Linked DNA regions of Mus musculus: all the other regions are linked to region 3. The links are chromatin contacts, called in public HiChIP or PLAC-seq maps. All regions are on one chromosome and are shown on one strand. The core of a region is the stretch at or near the end of the contact, and the rest is flanking DNA. Distances in the headings are between cores, read along the strand shown. Region 1 overlaps Gm33026 (a long non-coding RNA gene). Region 2 holds the start of Mrpl22 (mitochondrial ribosomal protein L22). Region 3 holds the start of Atox1 (antioxidant 1 copper chaperone).

Region 1 (2,758 bases), core at 34-2,533, 2.4 Mb after region 3:
GGGATGGCGGGTAAGCACCTCCACATTCAACTAGGCCTCTGCTTTATCATCTGTTCCCTTCAAGCAGTGTCGGTTCATCTCCTCCGCCCTTCCCCAGCCCATCCATCCATCCATCCATCCATCCATTCATCCATCACTCGGACACTTCACTCTCCATCTTTATCGATGGCTCCTCTGATTTCAACGTCTCCTGCTTTCACACAAACCTAATGGAGGAGAACCTGTCTTAGCAGTACCCTCCAGAGCGATGGCTTTCAGTGCTTCCGAGGAAGGGACAGAGGTGGCCTTGAATATTTGGCCATGCCTAGAGACACTTTGGGCTGTTACAGCTTGGGCAAACAAGAGCAGCCCACTCTGCTCTGCAGTGTCGTCACTGCAATCGCACACAGAATGCTCTCCTTATAGGGAGCACTCTGAGAAATGCGTCAAGGAGCAGATTCCTTACTGCGCAGACAGGGGCGTGACCTTAGAGGACAGCCACGTCACCGGGAGACGTAATCTCCTATCTGTGATCTGACTTGGACTGACGTATGGTTGTGTCCCATATGACCACCTATGTCCCCAAACATGAAGTAAACATATATGGACATATATGGGGGTGGGAGTGGGGAAGCAACTCAATTTGAGCATTTACCTAATAGGCAGGAGGTCAATCCCTCGCACAGCATGAACCCAGTGTGGGGTCCATACCTGTAATCTCTGCACGCCGCCGTAGGTACAAGCAGGAAGATCAGAAGTTCAAACTCATCGTGGTAATCTAGGAAGTTCGAAGCCAGTGTGGGCCACATGAGACACTACCTCGAAAACAAAACAATCAAACCAACTCAGCGTTTTCCCCCTTTCTTCATGTAATAATATCATAGGTTGACATTTGAAACAGTAGAGAGACCACCCCCTGAGGGTGGCCCTAAATTAGGATCCCAGATTCGCTGGTTTCTAGCTGTGACCTAATGTTTCCACCTTTGAGTTTTTCATCACAAAGGGGAAGACGGTATGAGTCTCTCCTCTGTCTCACTGTACAGCTGAACGTCCTGAGGCTGGGATGCGTCATACACCGTCTGCCAAGCCAGCTCCAGCACTGGCCCAGGACCCTCTGACAAATTCATGTTGGTTTGCTTGCTTTATTCAGTTTGGTAAAGGCAGAGAGTGAGAGTGAGAGAGAGAGAGAGAGAGAGAGAGAGAGAGAGACAGCAGGCCGGTGGAAGGGTGGCAGAGAGTGCTGTAGGCTGGCCCCAGGGCTGGGAGGCAGCACTTTGCAGGCGCCTGGACTACTCCCGCTCCGGCCTCTGCGTGGCTGACTTGGCCTGGCTCTCTTCCCCTTGCCTTATCTCCAGACGCCTGTTATCTGCACACCCATCTGTGGACAAATGGCCAGCCGGCTGGCTCCTGGTCACCCTGCCTGGAGGGGGGGGGGTGGTCTTCTCAAACTTGTGTCTGGCAATTTGGGCTGGAGCCGAGGTGGGGGGTCTCTCCCCATGGAGGAGGCCAGGCCCAGAGTCACCCTAAGGGCTTTAAACCCAGAACCAGGCTGCATGGCATTCCACTGACTCTATTCAGAGGACAGGCATACTGTCCCATCATCTACCCCCATCACAAGGAGTCACAGTATGTAGGCTCACTATTGTAACAGTAATTCCCCTGAGCCCATAGGGAAACTGAGGCTCTGAGACATCAATGAGCCGATGTATCCCACACAGCCAGGCAGAGGCTTTGCCCCACAGTGCAGGCTCCAAGCCTCACCTCTCACGGAGGATGCTACGTCAGCAGCCTCCCCTAGCCTTGGTGTTTTTAGAGGCTGGCACTGTCCTTCAAAGTCTGACCTCCCCTACATCTCAGCAAGACATAAACAGTCACCCGGTCTTGCTCCCTGTGCCTGAAGTTCTACCCATGAAAAAAATGGGAGAATAAGGACCTCATCTCACAGATGGCATCTACCTAGGTACCACACTTAGGACAAAATGTGTGCTGTTTACCGTCTTTCGTGTGTGGTGTTTAAATTTAAATTTTGTTGCTGTTACTTTATCTTATATTTATTAAGGATTTACTCATTTACTTTGTTGTTTGAGACAGGATCTCACTATGTAGCCCTGGCTGGCCTGGAACTCATTAAGTAGACCAGGCAGGTCTTGAACTCACAGAGATTGACTGCCTCAGCCTTCTGAGTGCTGGAGTTAAAGGCATGTATCTCCATGCCCTGCCCTATTAACGTGTGTGTGTGTGTGTGTGTGTGTGTGTGTGTGTGTGTGTGTGTGTGTGTGTTCACAGTTGTACACACACACATGCTCAAAGCACGGCCAGTTACATGGATGCCGACATCCACACTCTTTGTCCTCATGATTTTGAAGCAAACACTCTTACTTACTGAGCCACCTCTCCAGTTACCTTTTATTCTTTTTTGAAACAAGGGATCACTGTGTAGTCCTTGCTGTCCTTGAACTCATAGCCTCAACCCCCCAAGTGTCCAGTGCACACCACACCTAGCTTGAGGTGGTGTTATTTTTATTAGTTGGGTAGTATAGTGTTAGCATATAATCTGCCAGCCACAATAGTATTTTGATTGGTGTTCTCTGTGTGTGTGTGTGTCTGTGTGTCTGTCTGCCTGTCTGTGTCTCTGTCTCTCTCTCTGCCTCTCTCTCCTCACACTATATAGCCTAAGATGTCCTGAACTTGCAGTAATCCTCCTGCTTCAGCCTCCCCGAATTGGGAGTCTAGACATGCACTATGGAGCCCAGCTGAAATCTGTTTTCTTATGGTGCAC
Region 2 (2,700 bases), core at 58-2,557, 2.7 Mb after region 3:
TGCTACGCCAGGCTCCTTTTCTCTGAGACAGAGCCCGGCTTGTGTAACATGGTGGTTCTTTAACACCAGTCTCCCACATGCTGATGTTACAGTCATTTTTAACAAGAACCCTGAGGCCCACTGAAGACAGAGTTTGATGAACCAGCCTGCCTCCATTTTAGGCTTAAAAGGTATCTTTTTTTTTTTTAAAGATTTATTTATTTATTATATGTAAGTACACTGTAGCTGTCTTCAGACACACCAGAAGAGGGAGTCAGATCTCATCATGGGTGGTTGTAAGCCACCATGTGGTTGCTGGGATTTGAACTTCGAACCTTCAGAAGAGCAGTCGGGTGCTCTTACCCACTGAGCCATCTCACCAGCCCAAAAGGTATCTTATAGTAGAGGCAAACTAGATTCATTCCTGTTTATGATTAAACCTCCATTTCTCACTGATTGGGCTATGCCACACCTGTAATCTTAACTATACATGGTTCTGTGGGTTCCAGAAAATGGCAACTGTGTCTTTGTTTCAAAACCATCTTGTTAATCCTACCTTTGTTTCAAAAGGTTTTTATGGCCGGTCATGGTGGCCCACACCTTTAATCCCAGCACTCGGGAGGCAGAGGCAGGCGGATTTCTGAGTTCAAGGCTAGCCTGGTCTACAGAATGAGTTCCAGGACAGCCAGGGCTATACAGAGAAACCCTGTCTCAAAAAACCAAAAAAAAAAAAAAAAAAAAAAGGTTTTTATGACTACCTTCTTAGGACCACCTTGTGATCATAACTTTCTTTCAGGAGGTGGTTATGACCAATTTGCTAGTCTGTTTCTGTTTATGGGACTAACTTATTAGTCAGCTCCTGTTCTAGTTCTGCTCCTGTAACCTCCACCTAGCAAATCCATTTGGAAACACCCAACCCCTGAGCTATAGAAACCTTGTCTTCCTCATATCCGATGCTGCCTTCTCAAACGTTGCTTTAGGGGGAAGCAGTTCCTGTATGCAAATAAAAAAAGCTTGCTTTAATTAATTGCTTGCTTTAATTAACTTGGCCATTATGATTTGGATCAGTGGTCTTTCTTGTATCTTTGGCCTTAAATATTTAGGATTAAAAGGTTCTCCTGCCCTTTTCAGGCTGTTATGAGGTGAGGTCACAGTTTTTCTGATTTTCAGTCTTTATGAGGTCATTCACTCCAAAGAAAGACTGCTCTGACCAGACTTTTCACAAGGACGACGCATTCCTGGTCTCCATGACAACGCACTCTGACTTTTCCGGTCCCGGAAGCCGGCCTCGGACTGCGCATGCGTATAGTCAGCCGGCGTTTGATCCCGGAGGCTTCCGTAGGGCTCAGCATGGCGGCCGCACTACTGCGAGAGTTGGGTAAGGCTTGAGTCTTTCTTAGAATTTGGGAAGGAGGAGATAAAGAGAATCGAAGTTGACAGCTCGTATTCACGTTGCAGGTGCACTGAGGGTACCTAACCTGAGGATCTGGGCAACGCAGACGCTGCGGTAAGAGTCCTGCCACGAAGATCTTGCAGGCTGCGCCTGATCTGCATCGATCACAGTGCACTTGTGTGCCAGGCAGTACTTTCGGCCTCAGGTGGAGGGCGGCCCGACCCAGAACCCCATAGAGACTGTTGCCTCCGGGGGCTCCTCTCGGTGTTTTCTGACCAGCCTCTCCCTATTCCGTAGGCACGATTCGAATCTTCGACTTTGTGTGCTATACCAACAAACATTCCTGGTTATTTCTTTATTCACTTGCCGTGGGCAAGGACTGTTTGGAGACTCGAGGCTTGCCTGACATTGTACATTCGTTCGCTGTTGTTTCTCAGCAACTGGAGTTTGAGCCTTTTGCTCTGCAGAACATTCTGGAGCCTCTCGAGAAAGCCTTTTGTTTGTTTGTTTGAGTCTCGCCATAAGTCAGTCTGGCTTCTGCTTACCAGTCAGAGGCTGGGATCCTAGGCCATGCACTGTCCTGCTAGGACACAAGCGTCCCTATGCAGTTGAGTTAGCACTGGCATGGATCCGTAGGGTACATCCGAAGTTTCGATTACATATATAGTACTTGCAAATGAATTGCTTCTTTGGAGCAATATTTTGACATAATATAATTATAGTTGTTTGATTCCGTTTAAAACCCATTTCAGTCCTGAGTATTCATAAAACCTGTAAGTATTCATGAAACTTTGTCACTGTTAATTCATGGCATACTTAATTTACCAGACACCATATTGATTGCCAAATCTGTATTGAGGTTTTGAGAAATGCAAGGCAGTTTCTAAGGGATGGCAGACAGTAGGTACCTCACGCTCACAAAATCTTGTTTAATAGTTTATCCTAATGGCTTCTTTGAAAGATTGAAGTCAGAGTTGAGCAGCTTATGGTTCTGTCACCCTGCTGTGAGTGATGATATAAAATGATGTTAGAGGCCTTAGAGACATTGCCTCTTTCCTCTTTCTTACATACATGAAAACCAAGGCCCAGTGAAGTGACAGTGTGCCGCTGGCTTTAACTATGTAAAATGTAAACACCAGTGATTCAAACTGGAGAAGAAAGTTTGAAGGCCTAGAGATTGCAGGTGTATCTGGATGGGAGACGAGCCAGCTCTGTAGTGTCTGGATAAGGGTGGTGGTGACGTGGCTCCCAGAACGGCAGAGAGGTCCAAGTTTCTGTTGTCTTATGGGCTTCCTTCCTTTCAGGGTTTTACCCCCGTCGTGCATCCA
Region 3 (2,700 bases), core at 19-2,518:
TTCATCTCCCATTAAATCCTGTGTCCCCAGAGGCAGACACAGAACAGAGAGGCCCTCAAGCTATTTTTTTCCTTCACTGCTGCCCTCTGAAGAGCAGCCGGGCAGCCTCCACTCTGGAATCCTGAGGTCACCAAGGAGTCTGTCACATGGACTAGCTTGACTGGCAGGATGGACTTTACCAAGTTTTTTTTTTTTTTTTGGTCTGTGCTTTGTGCAGACAGGGTCTGAAGACAATGGGCAGGAACCACAAGAATGACACCTGAGAGGTTTAAGGATTTGTACCAGGAAGAAGCCTCAGGTTCATTCCCAGAAGATAAGCTGCTAAAACACAGAATACTCCTGGGAGACCTCTGGGTTGAGAGGCACTGGGAGGAAAATGCTCTCCACTCCACAACTCTAGACCAGCATCTCCGGAACTCAGTTGAGATTAGAGCTTGCCCCCAAACAAGTACAACTGGTTTTGCCCAGCACTTCCCAGGTGGTCTGGCTCCATCTTGTATCCTACCTACCTAGCTAGCTCCCAACAATAAACGCTTTCCAGCAAGCACTGGGGTTTTTCTTCTCTTCTTGTGTAATGTGCCAAGGCCTCATGTAAGGCCTTCATTTTAAATTAAGCAATGAGACTAGAAGCCGCCATGCAAAGGAGTGGGGTGATTTCAAAGGCAAGATAAGCGCTGCTCTCGGCTCCTTAAACTCTGCTCTGAGCTTTGGGATTCCTGGTTGGGGAAGAAAGTACCCTGTCGGCCCAGTGCTGAAGTGGAAGCAGGGCAGTGTGGGCAGGAGAGATGAACAGAGACATGCTTCTCTGGAAAGCCTGCAGGCGGCAGGGTATGCATGTGGAAAGGCCAGGTACCCGCATTCCTATATGGGTTCTCTGCCCTACCTCCCTGCCTCAGTTTCCCCATTATGCAGAAAAGGATGGGGCTGCCTCTCGAAGACTCTCTAGGGCGATCCGGAGGCCTGTGTTCTGCACTACACTGCTCTCTGCAGCTTTCCGGAGGGTCCCGAAGCCGGAGGACCGTGCGGAAGGTAAACTGAGAAACGACTGCAGCTCTGGCCACGGCCTGCGCCCTGACAGCAGCGTCGGGCTCGGAAACAGTGCATCCGGGCTGGAGACAGAAGTTCCCGCGGGTCGAACGGCCACTTACCGGCATGACTGACGCGGCACACACGGGCAGTGGCAGCGGCGACGACGACTGGAACTCCTCTCCCGGACACCAAAGCTGCGCTTCCGGAGAGCGCTCCTGAAAGCCCCGCCCTCAGGCCAACCCATCCTTCGGCCAGGCCCCGCCCTAGGGCTGGGCTCCACTTATGCCCCGCCTCTTCCGGGGCTAGCTTCGTCAAGGCCCGGCCCTTTGAGGAAGGATCTGCTAAATTCCCTGTCCCTTCCGGTCCAGTTAGAGCTAGGTTCCTCCCTTGGGCTGGCCTCCTCTTGCTTACCGTGCCTTTCGATATGAATATTTCACTAGGTCCCGCCTCTCTTTTGGGTTAGGTCACGCCCCTCCGGACGCGGAAAGGCCAGGCTTTTTTGAGGTCAAGCTAAGGCTATCTTGTGGAGGCCAGACCTGCGTTTTCTGCTGGGTCATTTCTGAAACAGGGCTAGGGAATGCAAGGCCAAGGCTCTGGGAATAAAAGATCTGGCATCTCCCTAAAGGGACCATCTCTCTTGCTTACCACTCAACTCAGTCCCTAAACTACAGTGGCCTGACCTAGGGCGCCAGGCCTGTTGACCCGGATACTAACGTGGCTGAGGCAGAAGATTTCTGGGTTCAAGGCTTACTGCGGCTGCAAAGTTCAAGGGCATCCTGGACTTCTTGAGACCCTTTCCTGAAAAAACATATTAAAAAAGAAATCCAAATTTAAGGCACATAGTAGATAAATTCACAACTGTAATCCCAGTGCTTGAAAAGTTGAGGCAGAGCTGGGCCAGGTGGTGGTCATGCCTTCCTTCAATCCTGGCCCTCTGGAGGCAGAGGCAGGTGGATCTCTTAAGTTCAAAGCCAGCCTGGTCTACAGAGCAAGCTCCAGGGCTATGCAAAAAACAAACAAACAAACAAACAAACAAAACAAAACAAAAAACCCATGAGACTGCGTCCTTCCCACCCAATTATGGCAGCCCCAGTAAACCGAGTTACTGCATGGGTAACTGACACCCATGAAGAAGATTGGCTTCCTCAAGAGTGCCAGAAGGACCAACCGACTGGATCTATCTCCTCTACCAGCCATTTGTGTCCTTGAGCTGGAGGCTGAGAGGAGATCCCTAAACTAAGTAGGCAATCTGCCATTTTGTGTGTCAGGATGGGTTCAGTCTGAAACCATGCTATAATTTGAACATAAAAGTTATAAGAAGTTGGCTAACAGGGGAAAGCCTAAGAATCTAAGACTAGCTGGATGGGGTAAGGGTGGCACACATGTGTCTATAAACAAGCATTCCCGGGGCTGGCGAGATGGCTCAGTAATTAAGAGCGCGCCGACTGCTCTTCCAAAGGTCCCGAGTTCAAATCCCAGCAACCACATGGTGGCTCACGACCATCCGTAACGAAATCTGATGCCCTCTTCTGGGGTGTCTGAGGACAGCTACAGTGTACTTACATATAATAAATAAATAAATCTTAAAAAAAAAAAAAACAAGCATTCCCCCTACACTCCAGAGGCTGAGGCAGGGGATTTATGAATTGGAGGCCAGTCTGAGCCTCATGA

What was found. HiChIP or PLAC-seq counts read pairs in DNA pulled down with a chosen protein or histone mark.
Region 1: an H3K27ac HiChIP or PLAC-seq map of trophoblast stem cells shows a contact between it and region 3, with 10 times the contacts expected there. The contact joins the enhancer-like site here to the promoter of Atox1 in region 3. A contact is called at or near these places in 1 of 39 promoter capture datasets (embryonic stem cells) and 4 of 115 datasets of contacts at active chromatin or transcription factors (acute myeloid leukemia, large pre-B cells, pro-B cells and 1 more).
Region 2: a contact with region 3 is called in an H3K4me3 HiChIP or PLAC-seq map of embryonic forebrain, with 8 times the contacts expected there. The contact joins the promoter of Mrpl22 here to the promoter of Atox1 in region 3. A contact is called at or near these places in 4 of 115 datasets of contacts at active chromatin or transcription factors (astrocytes, embryonic forebrain and embryonic stem cells) and 3 of 9 other capture datasets (adipose tissue, liver and macrophages).

Annotation. Positions count from the first base shown.
Region 1 is chr11:57,863,463-57,866,220 of GRCm38.p6, forward strand. Gm33026 (a long non-coding RNA gene) reads right to left here. Exons shown (of 6, transcript XR_879887.3): 4 at 691-794. Among named protein-coding and RNA genes, the nearest start is that of Gm33026, 4.5 kb to the right of the region's middle. Within about 2 kb of position 1,284, at least 15 of the 459 cell types and tissues checked have an H3K27ac peak or open chromatin away from gene starts, as enhancers often do. A contact at or near this core is called in trophoblast stem cells, where this site is marked.
Region 2 is chr11:58,170,357-58,173,056 of GRCm38.p6, forward strand. It overlaps Mrpl22 (mitochondrial ribosomal protein L22), which reads left to right and starts at 1,308. Exons shown (of 7, transcript NM_175001.5): 1 at 1,308-1,357; 2 at 1,438-1,486; 3 at 2,677-2,700. The coding sequence starts at 1,330.
Region 3 is chr11:55,459,940-55,462,639 of GRCm38.p6, forward strand. It overlaps Atox1 (antioxidant 1 copper chaperone), which reads right to left and starts at 1,269. Exons shown (of 4, transcript NM_009720.3): 1 at 1,149-1,269. The coding sequence starts at 1,154.